2 separate regions of the Zea mays genome follow, and region 2 is linked to region 1. The links are chromatin contacts, called in public Hi-C maps. All regions are on one chromosome and are shown on one strand. The core of a region is the stretch at or near the end of the contact, and the rest is flanking DNA. Distances in the headings are between cores, read along the strand shown.

Region 1 (7,767 bases), core at 2,738-5,237:
TAATGTCTCTGTTAATTCTTTATATCTTCATCATTTAATCAATTTCTCTTTCAAAAAATTAGATTAAGGGATAAAGATAAAGTTTGATTTAACTGTGTTACCTTATTTTTTATATTCCGAAAGAATAAAAAACGAGTGGCCAACAAATAGCTCTGGCCCCGATGATTGAAGATTACAAGGGCAAACAAGCCAAATCGCTCAAGCTCTGACCTGGAAGTAAAATATGAACCGAAGCTCAAATCGTAATTCGTAAGAGAAATTAGCAAAACACTGCAAAAAAGGACAAAATAAAAGGCAGCTGGGTTTCAATCGTACAATTCAACAAGCAACCAAATATTTAGGCCGCTTCTTCAAAATAATTTAAGACTTCTGAGGTTATAGCATTCCATAGGAGACGAATTTCATATCCCTGTCAAGTTACGGAGGAATGTGCTAGGCAAACATTGCAGGTTTACATATGGTCAATTGACAGGCGACGTTAAACCCAAGCAGCAGCAAGTTACACAACTCGGCGCAGCTCTCCTGTGATGAGCGCAAACTTACGATGCTGTGACAGAATGGATGCCACCATCGTGTCTTTCACTTCCAGGTTGGTGAGATCGTCAGTATCTTTCACCTTCAGGTTGGTGAGATCGTCAAGGAAAGACATGTTCTCCTTGGCTCCACTGAGGACAGCTTGAAAGATTTGTAGTGGGTCCCCATGGCTGACAATAAGAATTGCAGAGCTGCAAGGAACAAAGCACAAAAGTCAGCTTCAGCAAGACAGATCCAAGCATGACTTAACAAGTCAGCGCCAACTATGTGAACAGTGGGTAGCTTTGCTATAGTAAAAAGTATGAATCTTAAATATCTTCTAAATGAACAGACATTGTTACAATGTTGACACTCCAGAATCCTGGTAGATTGATAGCTAGACAAGGAAACTCTACAAACTAAGCATACACACGCTACATGATAATATGAATGTCACTACAAAGTCACGTCTGAATATTAGCAATTTAGCGTTATGCTAGTTTGTGAATTTACCATATTCTCTGTAGTTATTCATCTTCATATACCATATTGACTCCTGTTGGAGAGCTGTTAGTGTTATGAGAAACAATTGGTGCCTATCTCTTTTTCCTACTTCCACAGAGTTATTGGTCATCTGAGATGAGCTAAACTAAAACATTTGTGTGGCCATTAAGATCAGAAATCTGTTTAACTAGTAATTTAAGGTCATCAAATAAGGTTCCTATTATAATCGAAGTAACCCTAGGCAATATCATATGCAGCAGACAGCTTACTCAACTACAATTTAATCACTAGATGTAACCAATCCCAGTCAATTTGTGATGGCATTCTGATTTTTAGTCACATATTTATTGTTGGCCAAGAACACAAATGATTGGGTGTAGAATTATTACTAGCAGGATACCATAGCCTTGTTAACAGATGTGTAGTCTATTTATGGATGACATTAGGTTCAAATTTCACAAATGTGTTCAATAATCCATCTTATATTTGGTCATGCAAAGATTCTTTTCCAATAGGTCATATGGGTTTCTATCAACTGCAATCCTTTATTCCTCACATTCTGCTGAACAACTTTTAGTAAATTACATCATTTTGATAGTAGTTTCATTAAAATGGCATGTCGTAGAACGTGAAAACAAAAGATAAGAATTGAATCTGCCAATACATAAGAATACATACCCATGAAACTGTGTCTCTGCAGATAACAGCACAGCTGAAAATCTACTAGCAACATCTGCGACGCTCTCGCCACCTTCAGGAGCCATACAGGGATGTGCTTCATCTACTGACCATATGTCTGCATACTACTTAATAATATCAGATTCAGTAACGGAAAGAAACATAAAAAATGAAACTTATAGTGGTACACAAAAAATAACAACTACACTATCAATTACTATGATAACTGAATTATAGATATCTGAGTAAGAGCTGTGGTTCAACTTGGACTCTATCACTAGACCTGTTAAATCATAATAAAACCATCAGTGGATCAGTGCTGTTGGTGTGGGAGAAAAAAGTTTCCAAACCAGAGTAAAAAAACTTATCTTACGAAGTCTGAAAAAAAAACATATACGACTTCCAACACAACACATGTGCCATGCGAATGGGCCAGGGTGGCGCAGCCCAAGCTGGTCCATCTGACCAAGAGGCAGTAGAGGACAGCCACGGAGGCAGCTGCCCTGGCTAAGCACAACACAGGGGGTGCACACCCTATGAGCAGCGGCTCCAACTTGCCTTGGTGTCAACTAGACCCAGAGTTTGTCCAAATCCAGAGTTTGTCCAAATGTTTCTGCATCGGAACTATCTACGCAGGGGCAAAGATAATTCCGATGCTAAAACAGCTGGACAAACTGTGGGTTCAGATATAACCTTGTTCTGTATCCGTGACTGACAAAGTTGAAAGGATAAATACAAGGATGATGGATGTCTATAAAGACATTTTTATGTCTGACAAAGCGGAGGTTGCTAGAAGGACTAAGATTTCTTAGATTATAGATGAAAATGCATCACTTAGATTTCACCAACCAATTCATTTTATAGAATTGAACATGTATCAAATACCTCAGTAGATGCTCATATGACAAGAATGTCATTTCATTTCTACTGAAACAATATAACTGAAACCTAAGAAGGAAACCCACCTTATCATGTGAAAGTAACTCATATGATGGCCCAAAGTAGCGCTCACGAAGTCCCAGCACCGCCTGCAAAAGTCCTTCTATGAGCCAACCTGATCATAAAATTATGTGAGATCTGATTTGAAAATATTTGGCTGCAATATATTGACTTCTAATAGCAGCACTAGAAATGTAAAAGAGGACTGATCAAACATTTACCACTATGCTATGACCTTATAACACTAAAGCAAATTACATCCATTCTGATATACCCAGGTAATGTTTAGGCTGCCTTAGAAATCATAAATCAGAACAGGATAATTGAAAAAGGTACTTTGATGCTTTCATATGTACCATGGTACCAGTTTTCATGTCTTGTTTGCTTTTTACAGGTACAGTAACATTGCAACCTAGTTCTGCAAATGACAATAAAGAGAAAAGAAAATAGAAAGGCAAATTCCATGTTTGCTCAAATATTATGTTACAGATATAGAAGGTGGCATGGCTTAATCGTCCTAGATTCCATAATCATTATGCCCAATTGATCTTAAACCTATATCACCAATCATCCGTATACAAGATTCCATTCCAACTCAGGACAAAATGTGCTAGATTCGTATTGAAACAAACGCCTGCCTACCCATACACGTTACCATCAAAGGCAGACACAGAAAATTTGCGTGCACTGCTAAATTGGCTTATCCAGGCTGAAGCCTAACTCACTTCGCAACTAGGAGCTTCAAAGGGGATGCCGAGCACACCGGCGACCACTCTAGCCGTCTCGGTGGTCCGTGAGAACGGCGAGTAACGAATCTTGACGGAACCCACCGGCACACCAATCTCGTCAAGCTCCTGCACACGCAAAACGAAAAATACACGGGCCAGATTCACTACCGCACATAGAATCCACAGCAGTGGGGCAACGATCCGGTACCTTCCGGAACTTTTCGCCGGCCGCGCGCGCCTGCTCGACCCCCTGCGGGGCCAGCCCGAACTCCGGCTTCGTGCCGTTCTCCTGCCGTCGACAGACCAGGATAGCATCGGTTGGAGAGAATTAGGTTGGGACTTGGGGTAGGCGATGCTTGGAGCGCGAAGCCGAAGGAAAAAAGAGCGCTCTTGGGACGGGGAGGTTCGCACCAGAGATGAGACGATGAGACCGCGCTCGTTGGGGACGCTGCGGCCGTGGCGGAGGACCCAATACTTGTTCCGTAGGACGGCTGGAGACGACGAGCTGCCGCTCGCATCCTCCATGTCCTTGGCAAACCGGCACCCAATCGGCCGTCCCGAAGCAGGCGAGCAGCAGTAGCTGGAGCCCAGCGCTTCAGCCGCTCGATTTGGGATTAGGGTGCTCAGTTTGTCACGGAAAGAATTTCGTTCCGTTATTCTTGAGAACACTAGGTGATGCTCGTGCGTGCGTTGCTACGGAGTGAACATATTACGATAAGATATATTAAAATTCAAAATACTAATTACTATTTTATGTTCTTATTAACATCTTTTAAAAGTTAAGATATTTTATATACCTTAAAATCCCTACACATCAAACAAATCTATCATGTGCAGTAAAATGCAATAGAGAAGCATGCAGATACTTTCAGTTTTCAAGCAACTAATGCAAAACCAGAGAAACATTACCAGCTCTAGACAATAAAAACCATGGATTTAGGTGATCATTGTAAATTTAATGCTGATGCTTTATTAGATCTGACCCAAAAAGTACAAATGAAGATGATGATCAAAATGGCAACTCTTCAAATATGCTAATATTTGCCAGTGTACACCAAAGAATTCAAAAGAGCAAAATGTTTCTGCCACGAGAACTGCTTTACTTTTACAAAAACCAAAACCACATAAACTGAAAAAATAAATTTCCTCTCAATATTTTGATTTTAGAAGCACTTTGAGTTTTACAGAAGTACTTCACGGTGCAAGTTCAACCTATAAGCCATGTAGTCCAGTCCCTCATCCCTGAATATGAGAAGAAAAACACCGAAACCCTGATTTTGTGTAATCAGGTCACTCTACGGTATAACACTTTAGTTCACTCCCCTAAAGGATTATTTCATCTAACCCACTGTAAGAAATCACATAAATGTCAAGCATTTAATTACTTCTCTCGACTACTACCCAACAAAGACTTTCAACATTTCATTTTATCAAAGACAGCATGAAAATATTTCTACCTAGTCAATCATTGCAATGTGACTGAATACTCCAAATGTGCCTAACTTAGCACCTTTTTAAGAAACAAAATCGATGCTACTTAAACAGAAAAGAGTTCGCTGGCTGATGGCCAATGTGGTTAGCAAAATTTATACCTTGCAAATGCCGCGAGGGCACAACTGGTGATGGCCAGGGAGATGGCGCGGCGGCTCAGCTGGGAGATGGTTGCGAGCAGAGAGCTATCGTGAAGAAATATCTGCATCCATCAGTCAGCAAACATATATAGGTAAAAAACACTAAAGCACTGACCCCTTGGATCTCGCCAGGGAAAGGGCGGATTTCGGGATGGAATGGATCGCGTAAGGAATGGAGGGCGTCGATCTCGGCCTCGAAGATGGAAGGGGATCTCCGAGGGACATGGCGCAGATGTCGTCCATCACGCAAGGGAAGGGGCGCCGATGGTGGTCCTCGCAGTGTAAGTAAGGGACACGGCGCAACCCCTTGGATCTCAAGGATTCTACATTCCCATTGATGCTAAGATATGGCAGAATAAAATGGTTAACAATTTCCTAGGCTCTCATGGCCCTACAGATTCTAGTCCACAGCAAAGCGTCAACATGACAAAGATCAGACCATAAACAGCAGGGCCATATAGTAATTGACTGGAATAATGCTGACAACATACTATTAAATTCACCAAATATTTGTTTGCTCATCCAAAAAGTAATTCATGTAAGTTCATGCTACAAAATAGGTAAATACTAATTTCATGGTTAACACTTGAACAAAAACTACCGTTGAAACAAGATGATCCAATAATAGTGAATATAATATATGTATGGAGTTGCATACTCCACAAAGGAAGAATTCAGCGTGGAAAAGAGAAGCAAGCCTTGCAGAGGTGGTATCTGAAACTTACGAAGAAAATTTTAACGGCTTTGTGATAACATTTTGGTGCCCTTCCCCTTCTTGAGGACACACCTCGCTCAAGCTACCAAGACGAACATCAAATTTATCATCAAGAAGGATGCTGCTGGCTTGCACATCCCTGTAGTAGAGAACCAACAAATTTAGTCAACAACAATCCTTCATATTGCATCTAATTTACTGGCCATGGAAGGAAACATCTATGCAGCCAGAACCCTTCGTGTTGACATAAAAAAAACTGACAAAACGACAAAACAATCAGAATCGATTGTGATCTACTATTCTACTATGTGCCTCAATTGATAACAACACAAGGAAAAAACTTCCCAGTGAAATTAGGGTGACAAAGAACTTCCTGTTATTTTGTATGGCAAAATAGGTGAATGTTTAAATGATATAGGCCAGGAGAAACATCTCAGCAAGAATATTAAATGAAATAACAACAGCGTTCACATTGAATTTCCAATACCCAGATAATGCATGGAACATGTCGCATCAAGCACGGGATACTAAATTTCTGAGTCAGCAATTGCTAGCACACATTAGCGTATGTTCAACGTATTCCTAGTCTATGGGGAAAGCTTATTGCAATAGCTGCTGAAACCTACATTACCACAACGAAAAAAATCAATTATCAGAGCACCCACAGTGACTGACAACTACTAAACCCCATGTAATGATAAAGATTGAATTTCTACGAGAAATCTAAAACTCTGTTGTCTTACACTTTTTTTTGCTAACAGATACACATCAAACAAATATAACATCCACAAAACTATATGAGTTAGTACTTGTGAACCATTGGTGGAGAACACTCATGATGCAGATAGCAAAGAGCCTCAGCAACCCCTGTTGCAATCTTCAACCTTTTAATCCAGTCCAAAGATTGCAAGCCTTCATTTTCCTCCCTTGACTTTCTGTGCAGTGCAGTTGACAAGTCACCATTTCGGACAAACCTATACACAAGAACCTTTTCTTCTTCTTTATCAAGGCAGTGCCCCAACAAAGGAACCAGCGTTTCATGCACTCCTTTTGCAAACAAATATAACTCTGCCAGATAAGCATCCTTCCGAGGCACACGCGAAGTGATCCTCTTCACCACCACGACAGTCCCGTCTTGGAGCACACCATGGTATAGATCACCTGAGTGACCGTGCTTGATGAGCCTATCTTCCCCAAATCCCGAGGTGCCACCAGTAGCTGCAGTTGTGCCGGTAGCTGACACTCCCAATGGTGCACTTGGTGATGCCCCACTTTCTCTCTGATCATTCCTCCTCCCTGTACTCCCAGAACACACAAAGCAGAACACAATGGCTGCAACAATGGCTATCAGCAGGAGGCCTCCACCAATGGCCCCGATCAGTACGTACTTCAAATTCTTGTGCGTCTTCCTGACCGGTGAAGGTGTAGGCTGTGGTGCGGGTGGGATAACTGGACCATCATAAGGCAAGCCACGACTGACAAAAGTAGGGGTGTTATTTTGCTCCAGTTTGGTTCAAAAGGGGAAATAATATTAGGCTATAAAAAGGTGGCCACGACATCAACCGGCTAAGATAGTTAAAATTGTTAAATCATCTTTAGTACCTAGTCTTTATGTCCCAGAGTAGAAATCATTATGAAACATCAATCTTTATAATGAAGTCCCAACAAAAATAACATGATAGTTAAAAAGAACAATCTCAAATGTCACCTTGCTTTGTCTCTTAGTGATAAATTCAGATCCAACTAGTCGGCTGAAAACACCTATAGGAATTAAACAAAAAATGATCACACCCGATATCGAAAATTTCCATGGTTTTGCCACTCCTGTTTCTTAGAATCTAAAAAATCTCTCCCCACCTACCTATAAGAACGGGTTTACTTGTACTACTCTTTGTGTTTCCTTATGTACAGTAGAAAATGTTGTTTCACCTGATTAAAAACATGCAAGATAAGCCTTTTTGTATGCGCATAATTAAAGTGATACTACTTATAGAGCACAATTGAATGTGATGCAGGTTTGCCAGCAAGATGTCATGATTCAGTCTAAGCATTCATTCAT
Region 2 (7,767 bases), core at 3,765-6,264, 200 kb after region 1:
CCGTGTGTTGTACTTCGAGCTCAATTTGTGACTTGTGTGCGTGATTGTGCTGTGGATTTGAGTCTTGTGTGTGTTGCTCTCCCCTCCCTTACTTCTGTACTTCTTTTGTGATCATCATTGTAAGGGTGAGAGGCTCCAAGTTGTGGAGATTCCTCGCAAACGGGAGAAAGACTATAAGGAAGAAAGTCGTGGTATTCAAGTTGATCATTGGATCACTTGAAAGGGGTTGAGTGCAACCCTCGTCCATTGGGATGCCACAACGTGGAAGTAGGCAAGTATTACTTGGCCGAACCACGGGATAAAAATCGCGTGTCTCTTGTGTGCTCTCTCTTTGATTGTTTGTGTTCGCAAGAGCTCGCCTCATAGACTTGATTAACTCGCACTAATATCTTTATAATCAAGTTTGTGGGAATTTAGTGTTTGATTTTACAGGATCACCTATTCACCCCCTCTAGGTGCTCTCAATAGGGAGGTCCTCGGGTCGGACTGTCTGTAAAGCTTTTTAGACGAGGGATTTCTATGCTCCCTTCTTCCTGAATCCGTAGCGGATTTTCTCGAACTAGTGGAACTTTGGAAAGGCCTCATAGTGGATCCCTAGCCATTCACCTTGGAAGTGTCTAAGGGTCTACCTAACCCTGGCTAATCAGGAAACACGTCTTGTGGGTAAAGATGTGCAACCTCTGCAGAGTGTAAAACTGGTATATCAATCGTGCTCACGGTCAAGAGCGACTCAGGACTCTCGCATGATTAACTTATGGAACTAAACTTAATTTGTCATATGCATTGCATTGTGGCTGTTATTGTTAATTATGATCTCTTATTTAATTAGGTTGGTATCTACTTACACTTAGTAACCGCTAATAAAATTTTGACGAGTTTAAAAAGCAATGCTCAGCTTTAACCATCTTCTTTGGTAATCCTTACACTTCACATGAGGCCCCACCGTAACTGAGCTCATGCACATTATTCCCCACAACTTGTTGAGCGATGAACATATGTGAGCTCACCCTTGTTGTACTCACATTCCCCTACGTCAAGAACAGGTACTGCAAGATGAGGAGCATGAAGGATGTCGCGGTGACATCGTGAGAGGTCTAGGTTGTCGTCTCCCAGTAAACTATGGTTGCTAGATCATTGTCTTCGTATGATGTAATTATTTAACTATTTTGTATAGAACTCCATTATATACTAAAGATGTGACATTTGTTTCTGTACCATGAGTCATCATATGTGTGAGACTTGATCCCAGCACACATTTGATTCGTGTCCGGGTTTGCCTCTTAAATCCGAGTGTGACAGTCGCAGAGTTCACAAACACAAATGATCTAATAGATGGGATTTATTTTGTCTCTTCTTCTACCTTCCACCATCTTCCTCATCTGTCCTTCTTTCCATCAACAACCCCAGTCTGTGCGCGTGGCAAGGGGGGCTTTGGCTAGGGAATCGCCACGCGGGGGCATGCAGGTGGGGCCCGCGTGCAGGGTCATGGAGGGAGGGAGGGGAGCATGTCCACTGCTGCTAGGTCGGCCATGAGATAGTGAGGTCGTGTGGGGGGAAAGGGAGAGAGGAGGGGGCTATGAGATTAGGGTATCGGAGAAGAAGATTACATACCATAATCTATAAAAAACAAAGAAACATGGAGAAAGACAACATTAGGACTCACTGAAGAAGACAACTCTCGCTATAGTTTTTGGTTTTTTGATGATTAATTACAAACCAGAGATCCAATCGATGAACTGAAAGCACAATGACGAAGCTCTCGACGAACCAGTCGCAGCGTTGTCCTGGGTCACCTCGGAAGATGAACGGACAAGAAGAAATTTCCCATCGGAGTTAGGAGGAATTCAAACTTTGGTGAGCGATTGATGGCAAGGGCGGACCCATCCCAAAAACTAAGTGGGGCCTAAATAAAGGGCTACTAACAAATGGACCTTTGTAACAACACTAAATGGAATAAAAAGTCCACTAAACCAAAAAATTTTGAGTGGGGCTTGTGCCCCCACTGGCCTCAACGTTGGCTCTCCCCTGATTGATGGAGCAATAGATTGAATCTTTCAAAATCGCTTTATGTTCTAGGATGGGCTCATCGAGGGGAAGGCATGCATATATTTATATGGTTGATTTGAGTTTATCCAATATATATATAAATACAAATATTAAAGATTTTATATTTTCGGAAAATACAAAAATTCATATTTAATGCCAAAAAATGTTCAAATGATTCCAAAAATATGGAAACATTTCTAGAAATGATTTGGAACCCGATGAACTCAAATAAAATAGTTGGAGTCTATAAAAATCTTTTTAGGTGCCTCTAATAGATAGATTTTGCTTTTGGAAAAGAGAAAATACTCGGAAAATTTTGAAAATTACCAAGACTTCTATGGAGTATATTAACATATTTCAAAAAAGTTTGCACTTCAAAACATTATGCAACGACATGAATGCAAAATGCAAGTTCTGCCTTATAATTCGTTTTAGTTTATTTATAATACAATACAATATATAAAACCATGTTGAGTGTGTCTAAATCACTCGATCCTTATCAAAGTAAATAAAAATTTGATGGTTCAAAAATTAGGATGTTACATCGGCCACCCCCCGTAAAGGGTCATGGAACCGATCGACTAATCCGGCGAGTAACGCCGATACACCGGTTCTAGATTTTGATTTTGAAAAAATATTGTAAATTTCAAAAACTTTTGACGTCAATTTTTCTATAAATACTACGTATTATTTGGAAGACTTTCTGGTGAAATCAAATGTCAAAATACAAAACATATTTTTAAAACTAAAAATCATGGCAGTTTTGGGAAGTACAAAAAAACTGATATATAGGCTAGGATTACAAATTAGCCGCTCCCCAAAGCCGATAAATCGATGTGTTTTATATATCGGCTAGGTTGCTAATTAGCCGGCAACCAAGTAGGAGTTAGGGTTTGGGGAATTTTTTTCTCCTTTTCACTAGAAATCTTTTCAAATTACCACTGCTACATGCAATATAGGATAACAATACTTGTAGTAATAGGTCATGTTATTTCTATTTTCAGGAATGTCGGATTGAATTGATTCGGTTTGAGAACACGGGGACAACATATATCCTAGATTCAGGTGCAAATATCGCAAGAGACAATGGATAACAAATGTAGAAAATCATGAACGTGGTGATAGAAATTAGTCCAGAACATGTGGTTTAGATTATCACTGATAATGAAGCAAAATACAAAAATACATATCATATGGTAGTCACGAAGCATCCTTCTATTATGTGGTAGCCGTGTGTGGCTCATACCATAAATTTGATGTTGAGGATATTAGAATTTTCCTGAGCATGATATTGTGATTCAAAGTGCTAGGCGGATATCATGGTTTCTTTATAATCATAACAATTTACATTCCATGATGGAGGCAATCGGTGGGGTATTTGGTGGAATGCCACCAGATTTGGAACAAATTACGCATTCTTAGAGAGTTTTCTTCACCGGAAGGAAAAGTTCATCCATGTAATAGATGGATTCTTATGGATTCTTACAGAGAAAGTTCAGCAACATGCCAAATGGAAAGTACACATATGAAACCCTTACGAGCTTGACATGGTTGGACCAAATGAAATATATGGGCATATAGCCCTTGGAACATTTTTTCCAAATACAAGAGACATCTAAGAGACTGCATGATACAACCCTGAGCTCCTAGATAATAAATACAGTCAAGATATAATATATAGAGAGTCTTGTAGAGACTGACTCTTCGTGAAGAGCTCGTCTCTTTATTTTTTCACTTAGCCCTCTAGATACCCCTCAAGAGAACCCTCATTTAATTGGGTTGGACATACCCTAAGGTTGATGCAATAGAGCTATTATTTGGTTGTGTTCGTTTCGCTAACCAAAACATGATGGGAACACTTAGTATTGTTTTTAATGTTGATATCATGAATCACTACTAACTACATCTTCCACGACTGCTGCTTTTGGTTTTCAATGTATTTGAACTTCTAAATGTTATTGGACTTATGATAACATTTAGGCCATATCTTTTGTTCAAATTTTAGGACCTCAATGTGCTTTATTTGCCAAAAAAACAAGTGGTTAGATTTTTGCACCGGTGTTGTCCGTTTATCAGTTCACTATGGACCGATTAATCGATGTCGATTTGTTTCAATTCAAAAACTAGTTTGAATTTGAATTTGGCCAGTTTCTACTGATTTATCGCAATTAATGGGATGTCGGTCCTGGCCTACAAAATTTATGTTTTATTAGGCTAATAAACATTGGTTATTGCATGAATCTTTTAGTAATTAGTATGTGCTTTTAGTGTATTTTTTGTGAGAATTAACATACATTGATGAAAATTAGCTAATTTTCGTGAATCTTAGACGGAAACGTTCATGATGGTGTTGTATAGGGCTGGAAAAAAAACTCGAGCTCGACGAGCTGGCTCGGGCTCGCAGCAGCTCTGCTCGGCTCGACGCTTAGAACGAGTCTGAGCCGAGTCTGTTTTTGTGGCTCGTGAAAAGAACGAGTCAGCTCGGCTCGGCTCGCTGCAGCTCGTGTTGTGGGTGGACGATCCTATATTGGATAAACTAATTCCTGTACAGCTAACCGAGTCGATCCTATGTTGGATATGCCAGCCTAGTGCACCCACACGCCACACATACATATTGAAACCTTTATTAATTATTATTGTTCTACTCCTGAGCTAGCTTGCTTATTTGCATTCAGAGTCGCCTCTGATGACCTGATTATTACCAGCTCCGCGTCCACGCGTCGTAACAGCAATAATGGTACATGCATGCATGCATGTGCATGGATAGTCGTGTGATGATTCCAGAGTGAATGAACTAATTAATCAAGCTTCTTGCATCATGCATGTGACAACGCTGACAGTTGATCGTTTGAGACATGATGCATGTTTGTTTCTTGTACGTACAGCAGGTAAAGTCCATCACGAATCACGACGTATATGTCTAGCAGGTTAGTTCACACAGTAGGAAAAAAAAATAACTCCGTACATCGTGATCATGAATGACGCACTACCGTACCCTCTCTGTCCATTTCTTCGTTCAGATTCAGACCATTGATTCTGTCCTCTTCCGGCCGCTGCATCGTACAATGGCGATAAATTTTATGCCCCAAGGATTCTATCTATCTCTCTTCATTCCTCTTGAATGTGGGGCCGGCCTGTTAGTTGATGCATTTTTTTAACCTGCATACTATATATTGCGTATTCTAGGTAACATCGATGGATTGATCGGAGAAACAGCCCTAGCTAGGTGTTATGTTACAGCTATTTGATTCGGAGTTCCTGAAGAAGAAGAAAAGGCCATGTACATTCAAGGCTAGCTACAGCTAGCTGTAGGAACAAGAGGGAAGCACTAAACAACAATATAAAGAGGAGATCGAGGAACCCATTCTCTCATCCCATTCCCATCTATCTTTTCTCCGTTCCATCTTCTTCTCCTGCTACCTAGTCTTCGGCTGCGAGCCGGCCGGCCGGCGCCAAGAACTCGAAGACAACCAGGAATTCCTCTGCCGGGTACAAGAAGACACGTTGTTATTGCATCGCATCGACCGAGAAAGCTAGTGTGGCGGTCGTGATGATGGCCATGGGGTACTTCCGGGCGCCGAGGCGGCTGTACGGGAGGAAGCCGGCGGAGAGGGAGCACCGGGCCCTGCTGGTGGACGAGGACGACCAAGGCGAGGCGGCGGCGGCGGCGGGCGCGGTGCCCAAGGGCTACTTCGCCGTGTACGTGGGCGCGGAGTCCCGGCGGTTCGTGGTCCGCACCAGCTACCTCAGCCACCCGGCGTTCCGGGAGCTCATGGAGCGCGCCGCGGAGGAGTTCGGCTTCGCGCAGGCCGGCGGCCTCCGCATCCCCTGCCGCGAGGAGGACTTCCAGGCCACCGTCGCCGCGCTCGAGCAGTCCAGGCGTCGCGGCGGCAGGGCTCGGGGGTCGCCGGCGGCCGGACCGACGCGGTGGGCGCGTGCCAGCTAGCGTATACCTCTCATTATCTTTGGCACGCAGCGAGATCGTCGTGTGCGTTCTTCAGATTTGCAGATGCAGGCATACATGTATCGATCGAGCTGTGTAGATAGCTAGACGACTTAGTACGGTGAAGTAGTGGTGTTCGTTTTCGTACAAATTCTTTTGTAAACTGACGTATGATGAAGATGATAAAGGAAGATTCGATCAGAATGTTTCATGCATGCATCCATGGATGCCTTGTAGTACTAGTTGGTGCTGGCCTGGGAATAAGCATGACACCGGAGCCTCAAGATTGTGCATCTACATGCATGTGCTGCAAACGCGGTTCACTGGTATTCAGGAGTATTATATACTGTCTCATCTCAGCTAGTGTGCTCTAGCCATGTGCGACACTTCTTTTTCTCTACAACTCTCTTCCAAGTGTCAATAATGGAAATTTGTATTTCTCGACTATATAAAACGATGGAATACTTAAGAGTTTAAATATGGTAAGATTGCATTCAGAAATTAGGAGGATTGCCACCAAAACATTTCCATGCTACTAACGCATCGCTACAGTATAACCTAGGAAAAAAGAACTGTACATGGGCAAAAAAAAAAACCACCACCTAAGATCTGCATTCTGCTAACAATTCCGCTCTCTTCACACGTTTCCATGGGAAGGGCTTGTGATCCAGACTTGTTTTAGGCTTGATCTGCACTACGTCGCTACCCCTACTGGTTGGGCTACATCCGGAAATCCATGACGCAGACGGTGTTGTTGGAGAAACAGGCAGCAATCTTGGTGCCTTCTATGTTCCAGCACACTTCGAATATGCCCCCAGTACCTCTGTAGGTCTTCAGGACCCTGCCTTCTTTCACAGACCAGATGTGTAGGCACTGATCCAGGGACCCACTCGCTAAGTACTCGCCGTCAGGGCTAAATGCAACAGAATACACTGGTTGCCTACAGCCACACATGAGCTCCGTTAACATCGCAAGCAAGCTAGCACAGCAAATTATCAGAATAATTTTGCTTCTCGTGTGGTGTCAATACCTATGACCGGACAAGCTGTACAGAAGGCGTCCCTGCTCAACTTCCCAAAGCTTGATGGTTGAATCAAAAGATGCGCTGCAAAGCGAAACGGAAATAGTCAATCAAAGCTGTGATGCAGTTCTGGTCCTTCGAGGCAAGAAACCAACTCCATAGCTGTACAGTCCAAGTTACACCTATAACAATGGTCTTATCTCTGTTACGTGAACAATCCGTGGCGGCAACATGAGATAATATTCCTGATGCTAAACTGGCCAGAACAAGGTATAGTGCCAAATTCCCCAAACTAAGTGTAACAAGTTTTGTTGCTGTTGACCATTTTCTGTTCTTCCATGATGATTTCTTTCATCTTGAAAGGGATGATTTACGTGTGCCACACACATAAGTATGATACTTTGATTGTATTGAATAATGAGAATCGCTAATAACCAACTACACAAGGAAAACTGATTCACAATGACACTACTGATCATGATACCCATGAGATATTAGATCTCAAAGAACCACAGTGAGTCCAGTATGGGTAGCCAAAGTATACCTTACAAACTTGAAGGGGACTAATTAGAATGACAATTTGCGGTGTATACCATCTACCAAATTTGGCGTAGCCATGGTTATCAGTATCCGATATGTGACGTGTCGTGGTATCGTATAATACTAGGATACTACCCAGGCTAGATGATATGTATCATTCCCTGAGTCGTTTCTTGGGCAAGTATCAAACCAGGATCGTGATACACAACCTAGGATC

Evidence for each region. A called contact is a pair of places that touch in the nucleus more often than the background predicts.
Region 2: a Hi-C map of endosperm shows a contact between it and region 1, with 1.9 times the contacts expected there. The contact joins the promoter of LOC103646803 here to the promoter of LOC100192740 in region 1. A contact is called at or near these places in 3 of 25 Hi-C or Micro-C datasets (bundle sheath, ear and endosperm).

Annotation. Positions count from the first base shown.
Region 1 is chr2:108,080,088-108,087,854 of Zm-B73-REFERENCE-NAM-5.0, reverse strand. LOC100192740 reads right to left here and starts at 3,987. Exons shown (of 6, transcript NM_001137939.2): 1 at 3,774-3,987; 2 at 3,571-3,651; 3 at 3,360-3,488; 4 at 2,661-2,723; 5 at 1,696-1,820; 6 at 279-725. The coding sequence starts at 3,887. The coding sequence ends at 500.
Region 2 is chr2:107,878,975-107,886,741 of Zm-B73-REFERENCE-NAM-5.0, reverse strand. It overlaps LOC103646803 (auxin-induced protein 15A), which reads left to right and starts at 5,014. Exons shown (of 1, transcript XM_008671460.4): 1 at 5,014-6,584. The coding sequence starts at 5,597. The coding sequence ends at 5,992. LOC103646802 (WD40 repeat-containing protein HOS15) reads right to left here. Exons shown (of 14, transcript XM_008671459.4): 13 at 7,020-7,094; 14 at 6,405-6,929. The coding sequence ends at 6,710.